Regions from separate parts of the Mus musculus genome. Here all the other regions are linked to region 2. A link is a contact called in public HiChIP or PLAC-seq data. All regions are on one chromosome and are shown on one strand. Each heading gives the region's core, a stretch centred on a gene start, on an enhancer-like site or on the middle of the called end of the contact. The rest is flanking DNA. Distances are from core to core; before and after follow the strand shown.

Region 1 (6,463 bases), core at 3,017-5,516, 200 kb before region 2:
TCTGGAAACAATCAGACCAAGGGCAAAACTTTCCAGACCAAAGACGCAGGCACTTTCCTGCCCCAAATCAATTGAAATTGCTTTTCCAGTCTCCAAATGCCATAAGAGAACACACACACACATACACACACACACACACACACACACACACACACACACACACACACACACACCAGCATACTGAGATAACTTTTGTGCGCGACAGTGGACAAAAAGAGAAAAGAAAGTATTTCCAAGATCAAACATTGTTTTCAAGTCTAAGTTAGGATTCCTGGAAAATCCATCCCCAGTGTTTTTCAGGCAGGTTAAAATTTCTAAGCTGTGATCAAATAGTGCGCCAAGAACGTGGCCAGACATACAGGCTTGGAAAACTGGAGAGAAAGGCTTATTTCCAAATGAAAAGCAGAGAAAAGCCATGCAGGCGACTCAGCCTGAAGGCTTCAGTGTGGAGGACTGCTTTGTGGACGATTCTGACCTGTGGCTGAATCACTAGCTGGGAACAACAGCAATTTTTTTTTGAGAGATGCTCCGCCATAATATGTGTTGATCTTAAACCTGCCATATAGCAGAGGCTAGCCTTGAACTTTTAGACTTTCTGACTCTACCCTGGAGTGCAGAGATTACAGGAAAGGACCACCATGCCTAGCTTGAGGTGCTGAGGGTCAATCAATACATACAACTATACATACCAGTTGAGCAGTCTACCAAATAAATTAACCTCATCCCAGCCAAAAAAAAAAAAAAATGCACACTAAAGTCAATAGAGGTGGTGCGCTTTGGTACTGTTACTTGGTTTGCTTGTTTCTACCTTAGTAGTTCATTTGATCCCCTGGTGAAAATTGTTCCTAATCTGGAAGCAGTCCCCTGATGTAATCCTGCTTCAGGCTTTCAAGAAAGACTGCAGAGACACTCTGCCTGGAGTCAATCTCTTGTTTAAGCCATTGGAAACACAACTTAGTCCTTCCTGGAGGCCAAGGCCACAATGAACAGTCAACAACTAATCCAGTAGTTGGTGGCAGCATGATTGGAGCTGAGTGGCACCGATTCAGGCAGAATCTGCTGAGTCAGGTTCTGTAGATGTAAGAAAACTCCCTCGTGTAAGTACAGGATTTATGAAAAAGAAAATGAACGTACTCCCTCTGGAAAGTAATAGACAGGCCCAAGAAACAAGTTCAAAACTGGACAGGGATAGCAAAGTCAGCTGTTGTCTAGACTCTCAGCTACGATCTAGAGCTAAGATTGGTCTGGGTTGCTTTTTGGTTTTGTTGGTTTTGTTTGTTTGTTTGTTTGTTTGTTTTGACCTGGAAACACTAGGTGCTTCAGGAATGAATTCTGACCCACTCCCTGTGACTGTGTAGTACTGTTCTCCAATAAGGCCATAATCTGATGCCAAGGCTTGCAAGCCTGCCAAGGCTGCCAAGGCTGAGGATAAGAAGGCATTCAATGGCAGTCTTCCTTATCAGGAGACTAAGGTCCTGACACTCATCGAGTCATGCAGAAGAGGGTTTTCAGACAAGAGTTTAGACACTAGGCTGGTGTGTGTGTGTGTGTGTGTGTGTGTGTGTGTGTTTAGACTGACATGGTGATATAGACATAAACATAGTTGCTATATTGATATAGACTTCAAAAAGTCAGCATCTACTTAAACTTGGCTCATCACTAATGCTGTATCATGTATGTTATATTAGATATGTATGCAAATACCCATGTAAAATGATTTAAAAGGGTTAAATAGGGAGATTTATTTGGGCACATAGTTGTAGAGATTTTGTTCCATACTCATTTGGCTCAATTGCTTTTGGGACCAAACATCATGATGGGGAAAGTATAGGAGGGCAAAGCAGTTCATCTCATAATAGACCAGAAGCTAAGGAGGGACAGGAAAACTTTTGGACATGGTATATTTTTCCAGGCTGTATGTCTCTTGACCTACCTTCTCTAACATGGCCCTACCTTCTGGTCCTTCTGGTTTTCATCATGTCCCAACATGCTGTCTTGTGATCCATCAAAGGATTCACTCATCGTGAATATCATAGGTCTCATGATAAAAATAATGTGGCAATACCTGGAACTACCAGCTGAGGTCCACACTTTCAGTGCATGCTCCTTTTAAAGGGCATTTCATATCAACACCATAAGTAAAGCATACTCATGGGATGTGATTAGTCAGAACTGTACAGACATCAAGGCCTTCTGAATCAAGGACATTTAGACAGTAGGTTAAAATAATGAAGATGGCGAATAAACTCTAAAGTCCAGGCTACCACTTGGGCTCTGCTTCTATAAGAAGGCAGGTACAGTATTGACAGGAGATTCTGGTCTCTACAAAGTAATTGGAATTCACTCAGGAAACCAAGTGGGAGTCCCATTCAGATGCTGGAGATGAGAGAGTAACAAATGTCCACGGGCCATTCCCAGCACAGGATTGTCCGCAATACTGCCTGCCCAAGCGCCCTTACGATTTATCCCAGGACCAGCATAGGCACTAAGTGGAGACTGACTATTGAAGTTGAAATTTTTCCTGTTCCAGCAAACAAGTGTGGTTAAGACAGCAAAGCCAGGAAGAGAAATGACACAGAATGGAGCACTAATGCCTTTCTTTTCTTCTCTCTTACCTCCAGAACCCTGCCCCAGATAAAGAAAGGGACAGGCAACAGTTCTTCATTGCCAATGGACTAAACGCTGTACTACTTGACAACCACAAAAAGAGATCTGTTATCCTCATTTCCCCACCACAGAAGCTGAATAGCCAAGACCCTAAGTAACTCGTGTTAAGTCCTACTAGATTTAGACTCAGCTTCATACGTGTGTGTGCTACCTATGCTCAGTCTCACCCCTCATTTCCTTCGAGATTCTTCACCTGCGTCTTACTCTGAGAGCTGCTTCCTAATTTTTAGAATGATTTACTTCTGCTAGAACACACATTCTCATTGTAATATGTCAGGTAGTACTGGAGGTGACAGGATTAGAATAAGGTGCATTGTGCAGTGGCAATGTTATGTGAAGTTTTTTGAGAACTGAGATTGCAGGTTAAAAAGAGAGAGTAACTTAATTATTCAGAGATTGCAACTCTTTCCTACTAAAGGAATCAGATTCAAGGAAGTTATAAATGCGTAGGACAGAATGTATGTTGCCAAGTAAGTTGAGAGCCTTGAGATAGGCATTCATCCTTCTCCATTATTAGCATATATTTATCCCAACCCTTTTTTGTGCTCTTGTGCGAGTATGTGTGTGTGTGTGTGTGTGTGTGTGTGTGTGTGTGTGTTTTCCTGGTTGATATCTACTGAATTTACTTAGTTCTCTTGCTGAGCCTGGAACTTGGTTTTTCCAGCTAATTGAGCTAGCCAGCCGGGCCTAGGGATTCTCCATCTCTTCCTCTCAAAATCTAGAATTACAAGTGCCTAGATCTACAATGCCTACTGAGTTTTGGATGTAAGTTCAGGCTCTTCATGCTTTTGAGACAAGTTCTTTATGCACTGAGCTATTTCTCAGCCCTGAGAATCACAACACTAAAAAAAAAAAAAAAAAAAAAAAAATACTAGGAGCTGAAGAGAAAAGTCAGCCAGTAAGCTGTTAAGTATGACCCCCCCCACACACACACACACACACACACACGCACCATGAATATATTAGGTGCTTTGTCACCTGCTTGTAATTCCAGTTCTGGGGAGTAGAGACAGGAGCCTCCATTACCTGATAGGTTAGAGACAAGTAAAGGCTCTGAGTCAAAGATGAGTGCGTGGGTAATGACTGAAATTCACTTCCAACTTCTACATGTGTACACACACACACACACACACACACACACACACACACACCTGTATACACATGCATGCAAACAAGAAATTGCAATTATGAAAGGGGAGCTGTAAAGAAAGCTCAGCCAGGCTCTTTTAGGGCTCTAGACTCTAGGCTTCACTCTTCTGGTCCCCAACACAGAAGCAGATGAAGATGTAATGACCATTTAGGACAGCACTGATGGACGCTAGGGAAATTCCAATGGAAAAAGTCCCGAAAACTTCCAGAGTTTTTGAAAGAATGGAAACTTCTAAAGCCAGAATGAGTCAGAGACCCAAGGGTATAAAGGAGGAAAAATAAGATAAAATGGGACAAAGGAAAACTTTAGCTCGGAATCAGGAAAACCCCAAGCTTGGGAGAACTACTAGGTGACTGGCTGGCAGAGAAGTGTGGAGTCCCTGACACTTGGCTCATCCCACTGGATAGGCTCCACGTCAGGAGTGTTGGTACCACTCCTGAGTGAAGAATGACCATGCAAGCCACTTTCAGCTTTACTTTAAAGCTCTCTATAGAGCATGGGTGATTCATACTGCACGCCCTTAAAACCACTCTTCATTTCTATGACTTGGATTATTTTAAGGTGCCATGTGACTAGGTCCCTTGTGACAAAACAAAGCTCTCACAAAGTTTGTTTTTAACCTAACTTTCTTATCTTCTCTCTACTCTGCATGTCAGGCAATGTACTTTCTCTTAGAACTCGAGCCAGCATAAACTGGATTGATGTAGTGTTGTTTTGTAAACTGTGAGACCAAAGAACAGAAGGATAGGAAAGATCTCACAGTGGGGCCAGATCAAATTGCAGGGCAGCCCAAGGTTCTGCATCTGACTTTGGTAACCAGGGACATGTGGTAAAGAAACACATTGGTTGTTGTTAACCTCAAAAGGACAAGGACCAGCCCTGAGCAGAAAAAAAAAAAATGTATCTATCTTGTGCACAGATCTTGGATGGATGTCTTACTCCATCTGTAGAATGCAGTTGCAAAAGTCTGGGCTACAGAACCAAAGATGGGGCTGAGTTCCCATGGGATATGACAAAAAGATGTCTTCATCTCTGAAATGAATACCATGAAAGCTACACTAAGGCACAACTAAGAAGGTGAAGAAAACAAACGTGTAGAAAAGACAAGAATGTGAAAGAAGGTCTAGTTGAGAAAGAAAGAGATGAGCAGGAGGGGGACAGGAGAATAATGGGAGGACACAGAGATGACAAAATGCACTACAGCCATGTATGAAAATGTCATAGTGAACCCCATGGTTACATAGAACTAATAGGAAACTTAAAATGATAACATATAAACATGAGCCTGGTATCTGATACAGGACTACTAGAAAAATAAACAAGAGAATGGAAAACATGCATGCAGTACAAAGCCCAGTGGCTGGTACACAGAAGGTACTGTGTAGATTATAATAGTAATGGAATGGAGCTTTGTTCTAAAGTATTAGCTGGTGTCTGTTCAGGTGTGTGTGAGACCCAACGGCACTGTTTAAAGTGTGTCCCTTTAATGAGTAATTTCCCACCTAACCAAGAGAGGCCCTAGCTGGAAGGGGAGTTTAGTATTTAACTAACATTACCTCAACCCCAGATTGCAAGGAAAGGCCCCACTCTATTCATTCTTGCTCCCTGGGACACACTTGACCTCTGACTTCTTCTCTCAACCCTTTCCTGGCTCCTCAGCAATTAGCCTATTCCTTGCCTTCCAGATGCTACACATTAACCTTGCTCTTCGATGGGTTTATTTAAACAAACATAACACTCACTAACATCTGACAACCAGCAAGAGATTTATTACTCTCTTGTTGCAAGGAGAATGTTAGGAGAGTCAACAAGGAACAAGCAACAGCTTGTAGTGGCCTTGGCAGTGGCCTGCGGTTTGCCAGGCAACGTCTTTGCCTTCCACGCTAAGGTATTTGTAGATCTCTCATGGAGTTTTGTGAGTGCATCTAAACGATGTCGGGGAACTGCACTGACACAGAGACCTTCGCTCTACAATGCCTGCTTCTTTTGATAATAATTCTACCATGGGATTATGAAGAGCTCTTCTGAGATTGGCCTGGACCACATGAACCTTCAGTCCAAGTCCATGCTGTCTATGCACCTATGCGTCCTTGGTATATTAGGGATTACCAACTGAATTAGAGTTTTGCTCAGTAAGAAGGCTTTTTCTACAGTGAGAAATATCCGGTTTGGACTCATGATAAAATAGACAAAATGTCCTAATATCACAGATGGCAATGGAAACTAAAGACTCCAAGGAACACAGTGGGGAACTCGGACAACAATCAATGCTACTTGTCCATATTTGCTCAGCAATCATGGTGCCCTTGCCCACGCTGCAAAGGCCCCGGCTTTGTAGAGCAAAGAACAAGAATGCTGTTTTCTATAGGAGTCTCCCATAGCAAGGAAGCTCCTATTGCTTTTGGTTTCCATCTATTCTGCACTGAATTGCCCTGGTGTTTAATTGCCAACCCCATTAGGTATATGTAGAGCTAAGACATGAACATCTCAGAAGATCTATAAACTAGACTTTGGTAGAAAATTCCAGAAATAGACACTAAACTACTCAAGCAGAAGAGAGAGTGACTACACAGGTGCCCCATATCTTACTGGCCTGGCAAAAAGATGTGACATGCAGACTCGGCAGAGACCAAGGGAAACATAGCC
Region 2 (7,103 bases), core at 3,592-6,091:
GTGCACAGAAGTGCATGCATGTGTGCCACAGCGTATGTGCTATTGCCCATATACAGTGACCACAGGACAACTGTGGGAGCCAGTCCTCTCCGTCTACTGTGTGGCTCCCAGGGATTGAACTCAGGCCATCAGGCTGGCAGCAAGCACCCTTAACTCTTTGGTCCTCTTCTTGTCTTTTCTTTAAACGTTTTTAATGTGATGTACCACTTTGTCAGACTTTTGATTTTACTCTTACAATGCATTGAGGTTTTGACTCATCTAAATTTGACTCATCAAAGTCAGTAAGTATACTGTCAACCACCATTTTTCAGGCATCTTCTCCTGTTCGGGTTATTCCCCACCCCCCTTCTGGTATTCCCGTCCTTTGTGTGTTCACAGACACGATGCTGCTCCTGGCTATGAGTCCACTGTGTAAAGCCTTTGGCATTGGCTGCTGCCCTGGGATGGTGGCGTCTTTAGTAGACCTCTTTGTCTCTTTCCCTGACTTTGTTTCTTCTTCCCTATTACATCACAGCCCAGCTGTCGAGCCCCACCAACACGGCCTGATGACTGTTCTCTTCTTTCCAACAATTCCCTAGGACATAAATTGCACCACAATTTGACCTAATTAAATTCAAGCAAGGTATTTTTTTTTCGCCTCTACTTTAGGAAATGTCCCTAATCATTATCTTTCCCCTAGTCCTGACTAGTAGATTAGCTGGCCTAGAGTTTTAACTTGTCACTCACAAACATTGCAGTTTCCCTCTTCATTTCTTACCAGTTCTTCACTGTTTTAGAGAAAGACGTGAACGTTTCCTTACTGTGTCAAAGAACTCTGTTTTCTGAGATGAGAACATTACATCCTCTGACCCTCCTGGCTTCTTTTCCTCTCTGACACTGAGGCTACTAGACAGTGTCCTGTCTCTCTTGGAGGAACACCTCTGCTTAAGAGCACAGATCTGAATAGTTCTCTTACTTATGAGAGGGGATTGGATCAAGGTAGCCCCCCCCCCCCCCGATCTCCTGTCCACACTAATCAGGAAAGCAGTGAACCTCTGTGAATTAAGGTTGGAGGGGATTTGAAATATCTCCACCAGGAGATACTGCATCCCCTGACTGAAGCCCAGGTCACCCTGTCTCTTGGCCATATCTGCCTGTGTGGAATTTTAATTAAGAGCCACTGATGCTTAATGGAGATCATGCATACATGGGCTTTGTTGAATAAATATCTGTTAGCTCACTGTACGTTCTTGGAACAATGTACAGAAAGTTCAAATGGTTGTACTCTCACATTTGCAGCAGTGATGGCTGTGGCACCGGGCAGTGGGTCTGCAAATCTCTTCATACCTTCCCAGGGATCCCTAAAACAGCAAATCCCAAAAGTTACATCACTACTGTCGCCATCGTTGCCGTCGTCATAGCCATTGTCCCCGATGTGCAGGTAAAGATGAGGCATCAGGAGAATAGACCACTTAGGTAATGTTCATTGACAGTTCAGCCAGTGGTAGAGGATGGGTCTGAACCCGTGCAATCGAGTTTCCACTGAACCTCCAAGGTACATAAAATGTCAACTTTCTAAGCCAAAGTGCACAGAAAGCCAGGCCTGTTGTTGTAGGCCCGTGCTCTCAGCTACTTAGGAAACTGAGACAGAAAGATCAAAAGGCTATGATGTGACCGAGGTGTGGAGTGACTTTAAACCCATATGAAAAGAAAATTCAAAGAGGCTATGATGCTGTTGACAAGTACAGAACTTGCTTCGCATGAGTGTGACCTTCAATCCTCAGGACAGAGAAACAAATAGACAGAGAAACAAACAGACACACACCACAGAGAGAGAAAGAGAGAGAGAGAGAGAGAGAGAGAGAGAGAGAGAGAAGACTCCTAAGAGTGATGCTTTATAAGATTTTTCTTGTTTAAAAAGCTGAGGGGTAGAACATGAGGCCTCTTAAGTTTTCATTTAATTACTCTTACTATTAAAGGGTATCTGTGTAGCAAGAGTAAAGAGATGGTCAATTCTAGTACTCTTCGGTGTTTTTGAGCACCAAACATCCACTTGAAGTGAAAGACATCTTTATTGAAAATAAAACTTTGCAGTTAAAGAAAAATAGGCACGAAACTCAATTGTTCAATTAAGTACAGAAACCAAATACTGACCTTTTAGGGTAATAGTTGGCTCCTCCTCTCAGAGTGGAAAATAACTGCACAGGAATCAAATCCTGATGTGTGAACTATCCCCTCAAAGGAAGATATTCCAAAGACGTCCAAAGCTTTCGCCAGCCAGGATAGAGACATCTCTATTTCCCATTCAAAAGTCACCATTACTAATGAGAAGCACAACTTTCATATGAAGTATGAGTTTCAAGGAGTAAAGCTCCTCCACGCCCACCACCACATGGAAGGACCCGCCCACCACCGCATGGAAGGACCCGTCCGCCCGCGTTTGCAAGGTGTAAGGAACGTGGGACGACGTCTGCAAACGCCATATGAAAGAACTCTGCATAAAATGACCGTGCACAGAAGTATCTGGAGAGCAGATTTTTAATCAATGCCAGAACAAGCCTGTATTACATTAATAGAAATGTAGAACACATGCCTCCACCTCTCTTTGCTCGGCCACAAAAGGGGCAGAGCGTTCACTTCTGCCAGAGCGGAAGGAAGATAAGCTCCCTGAAGACGCAGCTGCTTCTGCAATGCAGGGGCCGCATGGGGACCTGGGAAGCTCAGGTGGCCCATCAGCTCGCACCTGGCCAAGAAGGAACATCAAAAAATCAACTGTGACAACAACCAGCTAACCAGCCAACTACTTATGGCCATGGCCACCATTTCACTCGAGGACTCTTAACCTAAAGTAGAGCTGGCACGTTTCCTCTCAAAGTCAAAGACTGTATTTAGGTGTCAAGAAGCCACCTTCACAGTGTCTATGGCTCACATGATCAGGCATTGTTGTCTCTTAGACTCAATTTCTGGACACAGTGTTTTTGTTTTTTTTTGTTTTTTGTTTTTTTTTTTTTTAAGATTTATTTATTGGTTATATGTAAGTACACTGTAGCTGTCTTCAGACACTCCAGAAGAGGGCATCAGATCTCATTATAGATGGTTGTGAGCCACCATGTGGTTGCTGGGATTTGAACTCCGGACCTTCGGAAGAGCAGTCGGGTGCTCTTACCCATTGAGCCATCTCATCAGCCCCCCCCCTTTTTTTTAAATTTTATTTTAATTTATTTATTTTTATTTTTTTATTTTTTGGTTTTTCGAGACAGGGTTTCTCTGTATAGCCCTGGCTGTCCTGGAACTCACTCTGTAGACCAGGCTAGCCTCGAACTCAGAAATCCGCCTGCCTCTGCCTCCCGAGTGCTGGGATTAAAGGCGTGTGCCACCACGCTCGGCTACAGTGTTTTTTAAGAATGTCCTCTGATATGGGAGGCAGGACATAGAAGCTTTAAGATGTATACAGTTAAGAATTTCCCACTAGAGCTGGAGAGATTAAAGCCCCAACTCACCAGCCTGATGATCTATTGATCTTCTCCCCAGAGAAAAGACTCCTCCACAAACATGCCTACTCTCTCTCTCTCTCTCTCACACACACACACACACACACACACACACACACACAAACAAAATTAATAACTAAGTAAATACTTAAACATCATCTGACTCCTCATGTTCAGTGGCACATGCCTATGGTCCCTACAGGAGGGCGATTATGGTAGGAGGAAAACTGAGGCAGGAAAATCAAAAGCCCAAAGCTCTTGGAATACCTAGGGAAAGCCTGTCTCAAAAGAATAAACAAAACTTCACTAAAGCCAGGTATGTGTCACTGACTGAGAGTCCAACCCTCAGAAGGCAGATGAAGGAGAATGGCAGTGACTTTGAGGCCAGCTTAGTCCATACGGTGGATTGCTGGCCAGCCGGTGCTACAAAGGGAGACCCTGTCAAACACTGACAGAAAGGAAAGGAAATCGTCACTTGAAAATTATCAAAGCACAGAACTGTGGCTCGAACAGAGAAACTGAGAAAGATCTCTGTACACCCAACAGAGAAACAGAGAAACAGATGAACAGATGAACAGAGAAACAGAGAAAGATCTCTGTACCCCCAACATGATCTGCCCTGATGTCTCATTGGTTTATGATCGGGTTCAGACTACAGGGTCCAGTGCGAGTGGCACGCGCATGCGCACCATCTACTGCTAGGCCCAGGCTCCTTGAAAGCAGGGCGGTAGACTCACGGGTGGATGCCCCTCCACCAGCCATGGGTTGCTGTCTATCAAATCTCTGTGACTTCTGATGATTGTGAAGACTGAAAAGGACCTAGAACTCACAGCAGCTGAGGGGCAGCCACAATGTGAGGCGGTCTTGGTAGCGGGGAGGGAGGTCGATGGGTTCAAAAGATATGAAAACAGTTTATAGTACTTCAGAAACTTACCCAGCTAACTATTCAATACCTTGTCCGTACTTTCAGAGTATATGCAGACTACTGGAGATGTCTTTTTTCAAAAACTGAACTAAAACCACACAAGGCTGTCTTTAAGACCCAAAGTAAAGACTTTTACCATCAGTCACAACAGAAATAGCGCTAGCAGCTTGGCAGCCGCTGAGACACCTTGAAACAATCTTATTTATTTTTCCATTTTTCAGAGTTGGGCCCCCGTTGAGATTGGGGGGATTTCTTTCAGGCCACAGAACAAGATAATCACAGAACTGGGAAGCAGAGCCCAAGCCCCCTGTCTTCCAGGACTTGATCTCTGCGTGGCTCTTTAGCTGGTAAAACCAGCTTCTACTTTCACGTTCAACTCAGTGCATGCAGAGACAATGCTTAAGTGCAGTGAGCATGGTGGCTAAATGGTTAAGGGTGAGTGCGCCTCATAAACAGGGTAATGGTGTGGTGACTCATGATCAAATGGGAAGGGCCCTTTACACACCCAAGTAACATGTTTTGGTGTAAAAGTTTATCTTGAGAAATAACAAAAAAAATTTTTTTTAATTTCTGACTCCTCCAACTTGTGGGAACCCTTCCCGTCTCTGCCACCCCCATGGTATCTAACATATATAATTACCAGGTTGTCTGGTATAGGAACCACTGGGGAGAAATTAAAAATAAAAATAAAAAAAGCCCTCCCTCTGGAGGATACTTTTCAGTGATTGAATGTGAGAAAATGAGAAGAAATCCAGTCCGGGAACTGTGAGCCACTGCCATATAAGCTTGCAATTCTCGAACCAAGCAAGAAAGACGATTGTATAAGTAAACGAATGGCAGTGTTAATTCACCAATGTTTCACATAACACCACAGTAACCAAGGAATCGACATATAAGAAAACTATAGTGGATATACGCAATTGAGGACAGCGTTTTCCTGACCACTGGAAAAGTGTGAGTTTTCATAAACGTTCTATGAGGGCTGGAGAGATGACTTGGTTGTTAAGAGCACCGACTGCTCCTGCAGAGGAGATGGGTTCCAATCCTTGCTCTCACATAATGGCTCTAAAGGAAGAGAACTGATCGACTGAATACATGTGTTAAAGGGCAATTAATTAGGCTGGCTTCCAGGACACAGTCGCAGTAGTCCAGTAAGGCTTTTTCACACTGAAGAGACTGAGAATCCAGACTTTGCTCAGTGAGGCCGGACATGAGGCTGGATGTCTTAACAATCCCAGTCTGGCCCTACAGACCTGGCTGATCTCAGGAAAAATGCTGGTCTCCCTCTACATTGGAAACTGGAGGAGGTAACAAACACGAAATGACACTGTAGCAACAGAGTAGAGGGACTCCCAGCTACAGTGAGGCCAACTAGGCCAAGAAGCACATGTCTCTCTTCCATGTCCGTTCATTTAGGCTGCCAGCAGAAGATGCTGTCCACACTGATGGCTGGGTCTGCCTGCTTCACATAATCAGACCAAGAAAATCTTCCACTTCAGAGGGTGCCAGTGGCTTGAATTTTAGTTGATTTTGGTTCCAAGGGCTCCAATACCCTCTTCTGGCCTTTCTGGGTACTGCACACAGGGTTGTGGTCCACATACCCGACATGTGGGTAAAACACTCATACACGTAGAATAAACAAGTGGAAGAAGGAAAGAACAGACAGGAAGAACAAAGGGAAAGGAAGAAGGAAGAAATGATGGTTACTTGAAACCTGAAAGGGCCCCACCAACGCAGGTGTCTGAGTGGAGTCTACATTCCAAGCCAAGTGCTCTCAAAGAGGAAAGAGCCAATAGTCCGGGAGGAGTCTGGGCTCCTGCTTCTTTAAGGTCACGTGACATAGGCTGTGCACCAGTGCTGATGTCTCCTTTAGTGACTAGAGAGTGCTGGGCGCACGGGCTGCAGCAGCCCCAAGGAGGAGCAAGACTGTCAAAGTGATTGTATAGTACGTGCGGATGCCTTCTGAACACTCCTACAGTTTGTTAATTAGAATTAATTTGGCTGATTAAATTTTTCTTCCAGATTATAATCTATGAAGAAGTAGGAGGCGATGTGCTATTCTGGAAATAAAACATTAAGTTAAAATCATTTAAAATATTTCATTTTATTTTATCACCATATGTGTGTGAAGGAGAAAAAGAGCTAGAGGGGAAAGAGGAAGCCCAAATGTCATCCATGTGTGTGGAGGTCAAAGGACAATTTTCTGGAGTTCGTTCCCTTCTTCCATCTTTATGTGGATTCTAGAGTTTGAACTGGGGTGTCACCAGGCTTGCTCAGTAAAAGGTTTCCCTGAGCCAACAGTCACTGAGTTACAATTCTGAGCTTTCTACTGCCTTAGCTGGGCAACCTCAAGTTTTGTCTCGTTCACGAATTTATCTCAGTAACTACACATAGAATGTAAGTAATAAATGCTGAATGTATTTTAATTACTTATTTTACACTCAATTGTTCATGTGTAAAACAAGAAAAGGCACACATAAGGCAGGTAGCAGAGAGGCAGGTACAATGGTTAGCAAGCAGACATGATGAGGCTATGCAGGCAATGTGTCACATGATGCAGATGCGTGAAACCTCAGCACGTGGGAGGCAGACACGGAAGGACCCCCGTGGTTACACAGATTTCATAGATAGTTTGAGGCGAGTCAAGACTATAATGAGACTGTGTCTCAAACAGAAAAACAGATTAAAAAAAATAAAAAGAGGTGATA
Region 3 (6,200 bases), core at 165-2,664, 240 kb before region 2:
ACGCCATCTTGTTTCCTCTTGGCTTCCTGTTTGCTACTGAGTTATGATCTCTGAGGTTCCTGTTCCTACCATATGCTGCCATGCCAAGATGAGCTCTTATCCCTCTGAAAACATAAACCAAAACACACTGTTGGATCAAAAAGCTGCTCCTGATTGTGGCATTTTTATCACAGCAAGAGAAAAATGACTAATGCATGCTCCACCCCACGGCTGAAGATATGCAGTTGGTAGTATTTCATTCCAGAAAGTCACCATACTAAAGCGAGAAGGACTTCTTGACATTGGAGATCAGACTGGAACACAAGTGACTCTACCTTGTGAAGCTTCGTAATCAACCCCTGATAACTATGAGGAAAAACAGAATCCTTGAGAGGAAAACAATGACTTGGTCAAAGAGTGACTGTATACAGGATCTGAGCCTGGGAAGACCATAGCCTCTACATATTACTAGTCCTGACTCCCCCCACTGACCTGTACAATCCAAGTATGAGTTACTTTGAATCAGATTCTCTACTTAAAAAATTCTTGGAAGAAGGAGGAAGTTGGTCAAGGGGCAGATGTGAGAACCTGAATGTCAACCCAAGGCCCTTCCAACTCTTCTTGAAAGGAAAGCCTAGATTCACCCAGGGTGCTTTAGAACACTCAACATTTTGTTTACAGCCAGTACCAAGCAGGATAGTGGAGAGGATGAGGGACTAGCCTTGATCTTCCTCTCTGGAAACTGATCCTCTCCACAGCTAACCTTCTCCGACTGAAAACTCTCAGCAGGTCCTGACTTTACTCCAGACATGGAACATGAGACTAAAAAGATGGAAGCTGAAGTAGGAAAAGATACCACTTTCCATAGTGCTCCTCTAATTGTCCTATAATCTCCCCATATTCTCCTAAGCTGGTGTATCTGGGACCTTCACACTTCACTTAAGGTAGTACTCAGCTGTCCCCACCTCTTTGCATCCTTTTAGGAGCAGGGCATAGAACAAATAGCAATGAAAAGAATTACTACAGAAACCATCCATGCGACCAAATCAGACAGACCAAAAATTCAGTTACCATTATAATTTAGAAAAGTAAATTTCAGACACAACTGGACAAAGGAAGTGCTGCTTAGAAAACGTTCCCTCTTGTGATGCACTGTAGCTGACTTAAGAATCCCCAAGTCCCTAAAGTGTTAAGTTCAAGAGAAATTGACTGAAGAGGACAGGGCTTAAGATAAACATCAGCTGTGACTTACTCCTCAGCCACAGTTGAAGAGAGGGCTCCAAACATGTTTTTTTCGTTCGTTTTTTTCTCTTTGTATCTCCCCTATGTGAGAAACATGGCATGCACAATTGGCGCCTATATTATCCCCTGGCCAATACTTTACCCCAGTTGCCTTAGCAACTGTCAATATTTGTCTGGTATGTCACAGCCCCAGTTGGCTGAAGGCTGGTTCAGCATTGGCTTTTGTGAAATTTAGGGAAGAGAGACACCCAGTGGTCATGCTGTTCTGTTTCATTTTATTTTTACTAGAAACATTTTTAGTAATTTTAAAGTCTAATCCTCTTGTAATGATCAACAACCCACACAGTAAACGTGAGGAAAACATGAAAGGACATTGGTGAACACACTAACCTTCCCTATAAAGGCCTGACAGGAAATATTTTAGACCCTGTAGGCCACATGCTGTCTTTTGAAACTACTCAGTTTTGCTGTTACCATGCAAAACCAGGGGTAGAACTTTTGTCAACAAGAGTAGATGGGTTCCAGTAACATATTTCTGCATGTGCGTGTGCGTATGTGTGTGTGTGTACATGCATGTAGAGTCCAGAGGACAATCACGAATGCTGTTCCTTGGGCACTACCTTTAAGACTAGCCAGGTACTGGTTGAGAAGGCCTGACCTGTCTCCATCATCCCAGCACTGAGATTATAAGTATATGCTCTCATGTCTGACACCTTTTTTAAAAATGGCGGGGGGGCGGGGGCTGGAGATCAAATTGAGATTGCATGCTTACTAGGGAAACACCTTTCCACCTTGGTCATCTTCTCAGCCAGCAATAATAGAAACAGGCAGTAGGCCAGATTCATTCCTCAAGAAATGGCCTCCAAACCTAGCAAGGGAAGTTTGAATCTCTCTTCTTTCAACTTGCATATGCAATTGTGCCCTCTGAATACCCCACATTCAAGAAAGTTGGAGCATCACTGTGAAAAAACATAATATCAACATGCTATTTGTAATGTGGCAGCTATTGAATTTGTCCCAGGCACCGTGCTAAGGACCACACTGTGACAATAGCACACTAAGTTGCTGATTTTGCAACTCCTCGAACTCAAATATTAAAACCTGATCCCACAGTGTGATGACATTAGAAAATGGGGTCATACCAGTACCTTGCAGTTTTTATCACAATTGCTCTGTAGTACAGCTTTAGGTCAGGCATGGAGATTCCACAGGAGGTTTTTTTTTTTTTTTCCTTGAGCAGAGTTTTTGCTATCCTAGGTTTTTTGTTATTCCAGATGAATTTGCAGATTGCCCTTTCTAGTTCGTTGAAGAATTGAATTGGAATTTTGATGGGGATTGCATTGAATCTGTAGATTGCTTTTGGCAAGATAGTCATTTTTACAATGTTGATCCTGCCAATCCATGAGCATGGGAGGTCTTTCCATCTTCTGAGATCTTCTTTAATTTCTTTCTTCAGAGACATGAAGTTCTTATCATACAGAACTTTCACTTCCTTAGTTAGAGTCACACCAAGGTATTTTATATTATTTGTGACTATTGAGAAGGGTGTTGTTTCCCTAATTTCTTTCTCAGCCTGTTTATCCTTTGTGTACAGAAAGGCCATTGACTTGTTTGAGTTAATTTTATATCCAGCTACTTCACCGAAGCTGTTTATCAGGTTTAGGAGTTCTCTGGTGGAATTTTTAGGGTCACTTATATATACTATCCTATCATCTGCAAAAAGAGATATTTTGACTTCTTCCTTTCCAATTTATATCCCGTTGATCTCCTTTTGTTGTCAAATTGCTCTGGCTAGGACTTCAAGTACAATGTTGAATAGGTAGGGAGAAAGTGGGCACCCTTGTCTAGTCCCTGATTTTAGTGGGATTGCTTCCAGCTTCTCACCATTTACTTTGATGTTGGCTACTGGTTTGCGGTAGATTGCTTTTATCATGTTTAGGTATGGGCCTTGAATTCCTGATCTTTCCAAGACTTTTATCATGAATGGGTGTTGGATTTTTGTCAAATGCTTTCTCCGAATCTAATGAGATGGTGCTGGCACAACTGGCAGTTATCATGTAGAAGAATTCGAATTGATCCATTCCTTGTACTAAGGTCAAATCTAAGTGGATTAAGGAACTCCACATAAAACCAGAGTCAGTGAAACTTATAGAGGAGAAAATGGGGAAAAGCCTCGATGATATGGGCACAGGGGAAAAATTCCTGAATAGAACAGCAATGGCTTGTGCTATAAGATCGAGAATCGACAAATGGGACCTCATAAAATTGCAAAGCTTCTGCAAGGCAAAAGACACTGTCAATAAAACAAAAAGGCCACCAGCAGATTGGGAAAGGATCTTTACCTATCCTAAATCAGATAGGGGACTAATATCCAATATATATAAAGAACTCAAGAAGGTGGACTCCAGAAAATCAAATAACCCCATTAAAAAATGGGGCTCAGAGCTAAACAAAGAATTCTCACCTGAAGAATACCAAATGGCTGAGAAGTACCTGAAAAAATGTTCAACATCCTTAATCATCAGGGAAATGCAAATCAAAACAACCCTGAGATTCCATCTCACACCAGTCAGAATGGCTAAGATCAAAAATTCAGGTGACAGCAGATGCTGGCGAGGATGTGGAGAAAAAGGAACACTGCTCCATTGTTGGTGGGATTGCAAGCTTGTACAACCACTCTGGAAATCAGTCTGGCAGTTCCTCAGAAAATTGGACATAGTACTACCGGAGGATCCCGCAATACCTCTCCTGGGAATATATCCAGAAGATGTCCTAACTGGTAAGAAGGACACATGCTCCACTATGTTCATAGCAGCCTTATTTATAATAGCCAGAAGCTGGAAAGAACCCAGATGCCCCTCAACAGAGGAATGGATACAGAAAATGTGGTACATTTACACAATGGAGTACTACTCAGCTATTAAAAGGAATGAATTTCTGAAATTCCTAGGCAAATGGATGGACCTGGAGGGCATCATCCTGAGTGAGGTAACCCAATCACAAAAGAACTCATACAATATGTACTCACCTATAAGTAGATATTAGTCCAGAAACTTAGAATACCCAAGATATAAGATACAATTTGCAAAACACAGGAAACTCAAGAAGAATGAAGACCAAAGTGTGGACACTTTGCCCCTTCTTAGAATTGGGAACAAAACACCCATGGAAGGAGTTACAGAGACAAAGTTTGGAGCTGAGACGAAAGGATGGACCATCTAGAAACTGCCATATCCGGAGATCCATCCCATAATCAGCTTCCAAATGCTGACACCATTGCATACACTAGCAAGATTTTGCTGAAAGGACCCAGATATAGCTGTCTCTTGTGAGACTATGCCGGGGCCTAGCAAACACAGAAGTGGATGCTCACAGTCAGGTATTGGATGGATCACAGGGCCCCCAATGGAGGAGCTAGAGAAAGTAACCAAGGAGCTAAAGGGATCTGCAACCCTATAGGTGGAACAACAATATGAACTAACCAGTACCCCAGAGCTCGTGTCTCTAGCTGCATATGAATCAGAAGATGGCATAGTCGGCCATCAGTGGAAAGAGAGGCCCATTGGTCGTGCAAACTTTATATGCCTCACTACAGGGGAACGCCAGGGCCAAGAAGTGGGAGTGGGTGGGTGGGGGAGTGGGTGGGGGAGCATGTGGGGGACTTTTGGGATAGCATTGGAATGTAAATGAAATAAATACCTAATAATAAATAAATAAATAAATAAATAAATAAATAAATAAATAAATAAGATTTAAAAAAAGAAAATGGGGTCACTCAGTCATAAGGATGCATCCCATAAACATAATTAGTGGTCTTATAAAAATGAGAGTTTGCTCTCTTGTGAATATTTGCCTCTCTGTGCATGATAAAACACAGAAAGATATCTATAATCAGGAAGAAGGTCTTCACTGAATTCCACAGCTGCCACAACTTGGGACTTTCTATCAGTCCATGCTGGTAGTTTTATGCCAAGTTGACACAAGCTAGAGTTGTTTTGGAAGAGGAGACCTCTATTGAAACTATATCTTCAGTAAACTGAGTACATTTTCTTAATGGGAGACTGATCTGGGATGGCCCAGTTCACTGTGGGTGATGCCACCCCTGGTCTGGTGATGCTGAGTGCTATGAGAAAGCAAGCTGAGAAATCCATATGGAGCAAGCCAGTTAATAGCAGTCCTCCATGGCCTCTGCATCAGCTCCTCCCTCCATGTTCCTTCCCTGCTTGAGTTCTGGCCCTGAATTCCTTTGATGATGTACTGTGCTTTGAATTGCACACTGAAATAAAGCCGTTCCACCCCAAATTGTTTGGGGCTGTTGTGTTTTACCAAGGCAATAGAAACCCAAACTAAGACACAGACTATGATAAATAAATGTTTCCAGTATCTCATAACAGTGCCCTAAATAACAATCAGTTACCTAATAAAAACACAAACTCTCATTTAACTCAAATGATAGTAAACGAGACTGTCAGAAATTTTTAAAGAGAATGAAGCTAAGGAATATTGACTTGAGGAAATTTTCTATTAGAATGATCACCTAAGACACAAATGGTAGCACAAGCCAGCAATTCCTGCACTCAAGAAACTAAGAAAAGAAGGTCACATGTTCAAGGTCAGCCTGGGCTATGTATCAAGTTTATGATCAATTTGGAGTTAAATAGTGAGTCCCCTGCCTCATAAAACCAGAGCTGGCGATGGAATTCAGTGGCAAAGCACTTGCCTAGCATGTGTAATGCCCTGCAAGCCATCTCCAGCTGTAAAGGTAGCTTTTATTTGCCTGATTTAATTGTCTCCAAGACTTACTGCCTCCATCTGATAACCTAAGACTAGTCCTGGAAGCTTCTAGCTTTCATACAATCTAATCTAAGCCTAGAATGTTTTTCAGCCTCTGAAAGTTGCTGCTCAATACACTCACCCTTTCTAGTGCTTTCTGACCTCTGGCTGGCTAGTTCAACCCAGCTATCCTGTCTCAAACTCCT
Region 4 (6,909 bases), core at 4,236-6,735, 160 kb before region 2:
AGTTTTAAAAGTAAGCTTAAAAAATAGGAGTAGTTGCTATTGGACTTAAGATTCTTAATAAAGAAGTATGCTGGCCATGAGCTCTCCGGAAGAACTTCCAAACTTTCTGTAGGTTCAGGAACCAGTGATCAGAGGAAGACTCCTTGGACCAGAAGTACGTACGGATTTCATTTCCTGGGTGAAACTCTTTGTCACCTAGAACTTTCTTGGCATTAAATTTGGAACAAGCCTTTGAAACTCACCGTTGTCACATTCTTGCAAAGACTAGAATCCCAAGTACTGAGATGTACTTTAAATAGCCTGATATATGTATAGTTGCCTATAGAATCTTTACTTTATCTTTCAAATTCAGAGCAATTTTGAGTTTCATTTCACATGTGTGTAGTCTACCTCTCAACTGGCTTTTAGTAGGACTGAGGTTTTGTTGAGGGAGTTATGGAGATGTTACAAGGAGTATTACATTCTCCTATGAACAAACACGGCTAAAACATCATGCCAGCAAGCTCACGGCAGCCTATTTCTCACTTTGAGTTTTCCCCTTCCTCCTCCTTTCCAACCACATAGAGGGCCCCAGAAAGCCTCCGGCCACAGCACTTCTGCCTTCCAGACTCTTTTTTTACATGCCTAAGATGACACCTCAGCTCAACTGCTGTGGACCTCAATCCTGTGACTCTTGCCAATACCTTTTGAACACCATGGTCAACCTCCTCCAACATAATTTATCTCCTAAAAGCAAAGCCTAAAACGTTTCTCTTTTGATGAAACATTTTGTTCTTGATTATCTAATTGCACAATAAGAAAAAACTGCCAAAGTTCTCTACAGATATCTGCTAATTATCTATGGAATTTAAAATTCCGTATCCTATCAATGAACTATCATCTTTTATTAAATAGAAGTTCTTCAGAAGTTAACACAAAAGCAGGAAAAAGAAAATTTACAAGGCAATTAGATGACAGGAACCATATATATTGAGGACCTATATAATATGTAGATCATGGCAAGTACTCAGTATGTGGTAACAACTACCTCTGCAGCTATTACTATGACACCACTATAACTTAAATTTTTTTTGATTATACACAATTTTAAATCATCACTCATCACTTTGTAGCCTTTTGGCAAAAATCAAGTGTAAAACATTATCCCCCATCAAACCCGAATGTTTTAGATAACTGCAACTGGCTTCCTAAACCACAGTTCACAGCTCTATTATCTCTTGAAGTCTTTATTTTGCTTTGACCACTCATGACCTAAATTCTTCATTGATAATTGAAGCCATTGTCCAAGAGTCACACGCCCATGAAGATGATGATCTTGGCTGAACCAATTGTTATGGTATTTTGCTTCTTATTGTAGCTATTTCCATTCATGTTTTATTTGCACCCTCATATGGTAGGCTGCCTAGGAGTTTATAGCTTTTGCCTAATACAGTGTTTTCTCTTCTAGAACACTTTAATACAATTTAGGAATTTGAGTGTAATTTATTGACAAACAATCCTATTCTACAGATTTCATGCCTATTCCTTCTAGTAAGTGAAATAAATGTATATCAGCTATAAGTTCTAGACCCAAGCTTGCGTCAGAGAGTTCCCATCAAAATATAGGTACATGTAGAGATTATATAAATTCTCCCTGAGTTTTAACTCTGTACACACAGCACGGCTCCTGTCTTATTGTTAAGGACTTTTTCCTATTTAAATTTAATATATTTTAATTATTTTATAAGTCTAGCTAGTTTGGTTGCATCGATATGTGTGCATTGTGTGCATGCCTAGTATCCACAGAGGCCAGAAGAGTGCATTGGAATCCCTGGGATTAGTTCCAGACGGTTGTGAGCCATTATGTTGGTGCTGAGAATTGAACTCTGGTCCTCCAGAAGAGCAAGCAGTGCTCACAACCACAGAGCCATCTCTCTTGTCCCTGCTAAGGGCCTTTTCATTAAACCATTCTGCCTCCCACCTCTATCCACGTGACAGTAAATGTTCTTCTGTGCTTTGGAATGGCTATCACAGTTCCCATAACCAGTAGCCAAAGATAACCTGACTAATAAGTGCTACATGTATGTATGTGTGTGTCTGTTTTTATAAGCTTTTGTTGTGAGTATTTTCAAGCATCCACAAAAGAAGAAATTAATACAATAATTTCCTCTGAACTCTTATTGTACCCTAACTATTATCAAAATGTTGTGATTTTCTTTTTGTGAAGCTGAAAACATTGAGGTACTTTATCATTTGTCAAAATTGAACATATAAATATAACTGTGTTAAATATATACACATATACGCACATGCAACACATACAAACACAGAGAGAGAGAGAGACATAGAGACAGACAGAGAGAGAGAGAGAAAGAGAATGATAAATACAGAATTATTATTATTATAGGATACCAGGTCCCTATGGATTCAATAAAGTTTTGCTTAGGTTGTTTCGCCTTTCCATTCAGCTGGCTGCTCCCAATGGTTTATAATGTATTTGGTTCAATGCTGGGGACATAAGTTAAGAAGCTAAGTATGAAAATGCATCTCTGAACTCACATTACAGCTCTCATCATTGTCAGGTCGGTGAGGAAGGATGAAAGAAGACACAGAGAGAGGACCATCACACTTGTCTGCAGGCTGAGTGAAGTCCAGGCAGCTGGTGATGATGCTGTAGTAGTGGGTAGGGACAGGAATAGAGCTGCCTTCCACATACCTGAGTCAGGAAAGGAAATAACGTTACAAGGCACACCAAACATTCTCTTAAAACTGCTTACCCATCTCTTGTGTCTAAGACACTCTGTTAGCCCCCTGTTATATCTTTAAACATAGTTGATAGTTGTCTCTATGCCTGGAATTGTCTACCTGCCTCAGCCAGGTGGGAAGAAAAAGATATCCCCAGAAAATCAAGTGGCTGGATTGAAGAGTTGGAGGCACCCAATGGTGACTAGGATAATACTAACTAGCAAAGAGCTGGAAGAGTCAATGAAAGACAAATTGTGATGGTTTGAGGGTACCAGGATATGGAACTTAGGAGCTATTCCATGGAAGCTTTGGGGAATGTGGAGCATCATATTAGATTTGTGTTTCAGAAAGATCACTATCATAGATATAGAAATTGGTCTAGAATCACAAGACACTGGGTATAGAGGAAAAAGAACACTTTTATTCTACACTGAGATCTTGAATTTGGTATAAAGAAATCACTAATAGCTGAGAGCTGGGGATGAGCTCAAGGCCGTTAAATGAGCTTTCTTCAGTAGAGTAAAGTTCACACATTTAAATTCCTCAGGAAACTTGGTGTTATTATAATTTTAATCATTTTTAATCTTGAAATAATGAGTGAGCTTAATTTTGTTTAAAAAGTACCAAAATGATCAACAATAAATATATACTTAAGATGAAATTTCTTTTGAATTACTGAAAATACTGAAAATTATCTGTATTTCAAAGTAGCACTTTATTCCTCAAGTATCTTTGTTATTTGAACACTGTGCTGATCTCTGTTTATTTGTGCATATATAAATGCACTAGACTACATACTCCTTATATACACAGCATTTGCCCTATCTTTTTGTATCCCAAATAGCACCAAGGGGAGAGCGATAACGAGAGTCAACCAAAGTCTATATGCAACTTTCTAATAAGACATACTGGCTCAGAACGTAGGAAAGACTCCAAAAGTCTCTAAAAATAATGAAAATGAATTAAAATCACAAGTTCTCTACTGAAGAGTTGTTGAAGAATAAATGGTCATTTCAAAAAATTACTGATACATTTTATCATAAGATGGAAACGTGTATATCACAAACCTCAAATTTTCATTCTAACTTCTAAAGCCATAGTCAACCAAAGATGGAAAACAACTAAAGATTTTAGATGAAATTCAAAGAAAAGATATTTAAGAGTATGAACTGTTCTAGCACATGAGAATCATTGACTGGTATCCTAGAATTTAGGCATCTCACACAGAACAGGGGGAAAAAAGCTCACTGTTTAATTTCATCCTCAATGTCACGTAAGCCATTGTAATTGTAGTCAAAGATCGGTCCACTTATTACGTTGACCCCATTCCTTTCTGACGCATATTTCTTCACCAAGACCCTTTGGAAATAAGTCCAAACACCTGTGCAAAGAAACAAATCAATTCTTCCTGCCCAGATACACTTGGTTCAGACAAACTCTCTGCAGGATGCCTTCTTCAAGTGCAATGTCAGAAGCTAAGAGCCGCTGTGACTCATCAGAACCTGTTCTCTGTGTGGTGCACTGTGAACTTGCAAAAGGGAAGATAAAAGAGAGGGGGCATTGCAAGGGAGGTAGGAAGCGTAAGCCAGTGAGTCAGGGAAAGTTCCCAGGGGAGGTTAAAGAGCCAAGATGTGAAAGCAGAATGAACCCATATGTCCCAGGTGGAGAAGTGGGGGCAGAGCATGCCAGATAGTTACAGTGTGAGCAGGAGTATCTTAGCCATTAGACAAAATTAAATACGAAGTCTGGGCTTCACCACAGCACCACATCAACTGCATGTAGTAGCAAACAACTGTACCCAGCAGCCAGGAGGTAAAGCCCATAGGATTTTGAGATGATTCTCAGCTTCATAGAAAGCTCAAAGGCAGCTCTGGCTGCATGGAATAACATCTCAGAAGGGGTGAGAGGCTAAGGATATAGCTAAGTGGTGTAGGGTATATATGTCTAATGTGTCTGAGAATCTGAGTCTCATGCACAGTACGGGGAAAAAAGAATGGAAACTTTTTTTTAATTGCTTAGCCAATGGTCACAGTCCAGGGACTAGAACTTGGTTTTGAGGACCAGAATTTATGGTGCTTATTCAATTCACAGAATCACTATCAACCAAGGATACTTATTCTGAAAACAAATTATTATATGTTCAAAGAAGTTAAAATAATAATTTGCATGACCCTAAAATCATTTGAATTAATATTCCGATAAAGAAGAATATTCATAATCTTCTTCTGGATCTTAGGGTCAATATTCAGAAAACATAAGCACCCTAAAGCAGAAGGGTGCTCGTGGCCTTTGCAGACATGTTCAATAAATAAATATGGATGTTTGGAAGTAGCAAGTGACCTCTAGAATTCAGTAAGACTCCCTCATAAAATAATAAGCATTAAAATAGAAAGAACTGCAGGGTAGAAAAAATGCAACTGTGGTTTAGTTTGGCTCTACCACTTCATGACCTGGGTCACTTCTTATGAGGGCAATTTCCTAATTATGAGCAAGGGCTAGATGACTCACTGGCTTCCCGCCCAGGTAGGTCATCTACAGAGAATTTATATGCAATATCTTCACAACTTATAAGCTGAACATTTGTAAGGTATTATTAAAATCAGCACGGGGGTAAAAAAGGTAAGTGGCGAATTTAAAATATTTATCTTCTAAGAAACAGTTTATTGGGTAAATAGCGTACTTACGTTTGAAGGCAGGGTACATTGGAACCATGTTGGTTACAAGGAATGCATCATATTTCGCTTCTGGGGAAGAGCTCAGATCTAAACATCAGGTGGGAGAGCAAACTGAGTCATTGCTTACCAATCTCAACATGAACAGGAAACTCAGTGTTTTAGGCCAACCCAAAGAGTTTGAAGCTGGCAGATCTATTCTTTTATTTCCCCCTATCAGCTTCTTTAAACAGTCCCACTCAGTCCCTTTGCGTCCCTCAACGGCTCTCAGGAAGTATTTACAGCCCACTTCTTCCTACCTAGTTCAGTCTGTAGTTCTTTGATTTCATTATTATAACCTAGACTCTTAAAAAATGTCATTAAGATAATGAGGCATAATTGTTCTCAGGAAATCACCTCTGCAGGACTGTGCCACTTAATAGCCTCCCTCCCACACTCAGGCAAATGACTCTTATTAAACTCAATGGGCCACACACAAAAAAATTGAGGACATGGAAACAGGAGCAGAACGGGGTGAGAAGGACCCCAGCAGGGGACAAGGTGAAAGAGACCAAGGGGGATAAAAAAAATGACACTCATATAACCATATGGAACCGTCAAACGAAACACCTGTCTTAAGAAAGAACTAATCGCCTAATAACTTACTATTTCTTACAGATTCCCTTTAACAATGTGGAGGAAAACAAGGTTCCCCTGTCTAGACTTTCCCGGAAGAGCAGGATATTTGAAATCTGGCTATTTTCAGGCTTACTTGGGGGATAATCTCACAGCCTCACAAGTGCTTCCCCATGAAGAAACCCTGAAACCCTGAAGTCCTAAGCAACAAGCTTCAAACCCCAGAATATACCTCCCACTCTGCAAAGGTACACACACACACACACACACACACACACACACACACACACAGAGTGATCACAGCCCAACATGCTGCAACTTACAGGGAGGAAAAAGGAATCCATAGGACATCTGTTTATCATTTTTATAGGCTAAACAGTTCTGACTGAATCCAGGAGATACACGGACATCAGGGCGAACACAGTTGGTCAGGTGCTCTGGGATGCTAGAGACCTCAGCCTGCATGGGGAGTAAAGACACTCAGTGATGCTATTCCAGAGATGAGACCAAATGACTTCAGCAAAGCTAGAGCATCTACTTTGAACAGCAAACCCAAACTCACTAGCGTATCATAGTTCTAACTTCTTTTTTAGAGCCCTTCATTTTAAGTACAATAAGCCAATAAGTTTCAAACTCTTAGTTTCCTGCAGTTGAATCTCTTTACCAATGTCTGAAGTTAAACAATACATAAAGTGGAACTCCTACTGTACAATGCTGAGGAAGCATAGACAGGCTGACCTCTGCTGTTGGTTATCCACCCAGCCTAGCCTACTTAGCAAACTCCAAGCCAGTGTGAGAACCTGGCTCAAAAAAAAAAAAAAAAAAAAAAAGAAGAAGTGTATGGGGGAGGGGGGGAGGTGCATGGCTTTCCTGAGGAACCAGGTATATACACACATAC

The links. HiChIP or PLAC-seq counts read pairs in DNA pulled down with a chosen protein or histone mark.
Region 1: a contact with region 2 is called in a FOXA1 HiChIP or PLAC-seq map of pancreatic cancer cells. The contact joins two enhancer-like sites. A contact is called at or near these places in 1 of 484 Hi-C or Micro-C datasets (embryonic stem cells) and 3 of 115 datasets of contacts at active chromatin or transcription factors (embryonic stem cells, pancreatic cancer cells and vascular smooth muscle cells).
Region 3: a FOXA1 HiChIP or PLAC-seq map of pancreatic cancer cells shows a contact between it and region 2. The contact joins two enhancer-like sites. A contact is called at or near these places in 27 of 484 Hi-C or Micro-C datasets (DN2 thymocytes, the HL-1 cell line, LSK cells and 17 more) and 1 of 115 datasets of contacts at active chromatin or transcription factors (pancreatic cancer cells).
Region 4: a contact with region 2 is called in a FOXA1 HiChIP or PLAC-seq map of pancreatic cancer cells. The contact joins two enhancer-like sites. A contact is called at or near these places in 4 of 484 Hi-C or Micro-C datasets (cerebral cortex, liver and uterus) and 2 of 115 datasets of contacts at active chromatin or transcription factors (a colorectal cancer cell line and pancreatic cancer cells).

Annotation. Positions count from the first base shown.
Region 1 is chr15:54,805,340-54,811,802 of GRCm38.p6, forward strand. No RefSeq gene overlaps it. Among named protein-coding and RNA genes, the nearest start is that of Ccn3, 63 kb to the left of the region's middle. Within about 2 kb of position 4,267, at least 52 of the 459 cell types and tissues checked have an H3K27ac peak or open chromatin away from gene starts, as enhancers often do. A contact at or near this core is called in pancreatic cancer cells, where this site is marked.
Region 2 is chr15:55,002,045-55,009,147 of GRCm38.p6, forward strand. No RefSeq gene overlaps it. Among named protein-coding and RNA genes, the nearest start is that of Gm2491, 19 kb to the left of the region's middle. Within about 2 kb of position 4,842, at least 16 of the 459 cell types and tissues checked have an H3K27ac peak or open chromatin away from gene starts, as enhancers often do. A contact at or near this core is called in pancreatic cancer cells, where this site is marked.
Region 3 is chr15:54,767,112-54,773,311 of GRCm38.p6, forward strand. No RefSeq gene overlaps it. Among named protein-coding and RNA genes, the nearest start is that of Ccn3, 24 kb to the left of the region's middle. Within about 2 kb of position 1,415, at least 58 of the 459 cell types and tissues checked have an H3K27ac peak or open chromatin away from gene starts, as enhancers often do. A contact at or near this core is called in pancreatic cancer cells, where this site is marked.
Region 4 is chr15:54,841,841-54,848,749 of GRCm38.p6, forward strand. It overlaps Enpp2 (ectonucleotide pyrophosphatase/phosphodiesterase 2), which reads right to left. Exons shown (of 25, transcript NM_015744.4): 21 at 6,335-6,470; 22 at 5,409-5,486; 23 at 3,973-4,105; 24 at 2,539-2,695. Among named protein-coding and RNA genes, the nearest start is that of Enpp2, 75 kb to the right of the region's middle. Within about 2 kb of position 5,486, at least 23 of the 459 cell types and tissues checked have an H3K27ac peak or open chromatin away from gene starts, as enhancers often do. A contact at or near this core is called in pancreatic cancer cells, where this site is marked.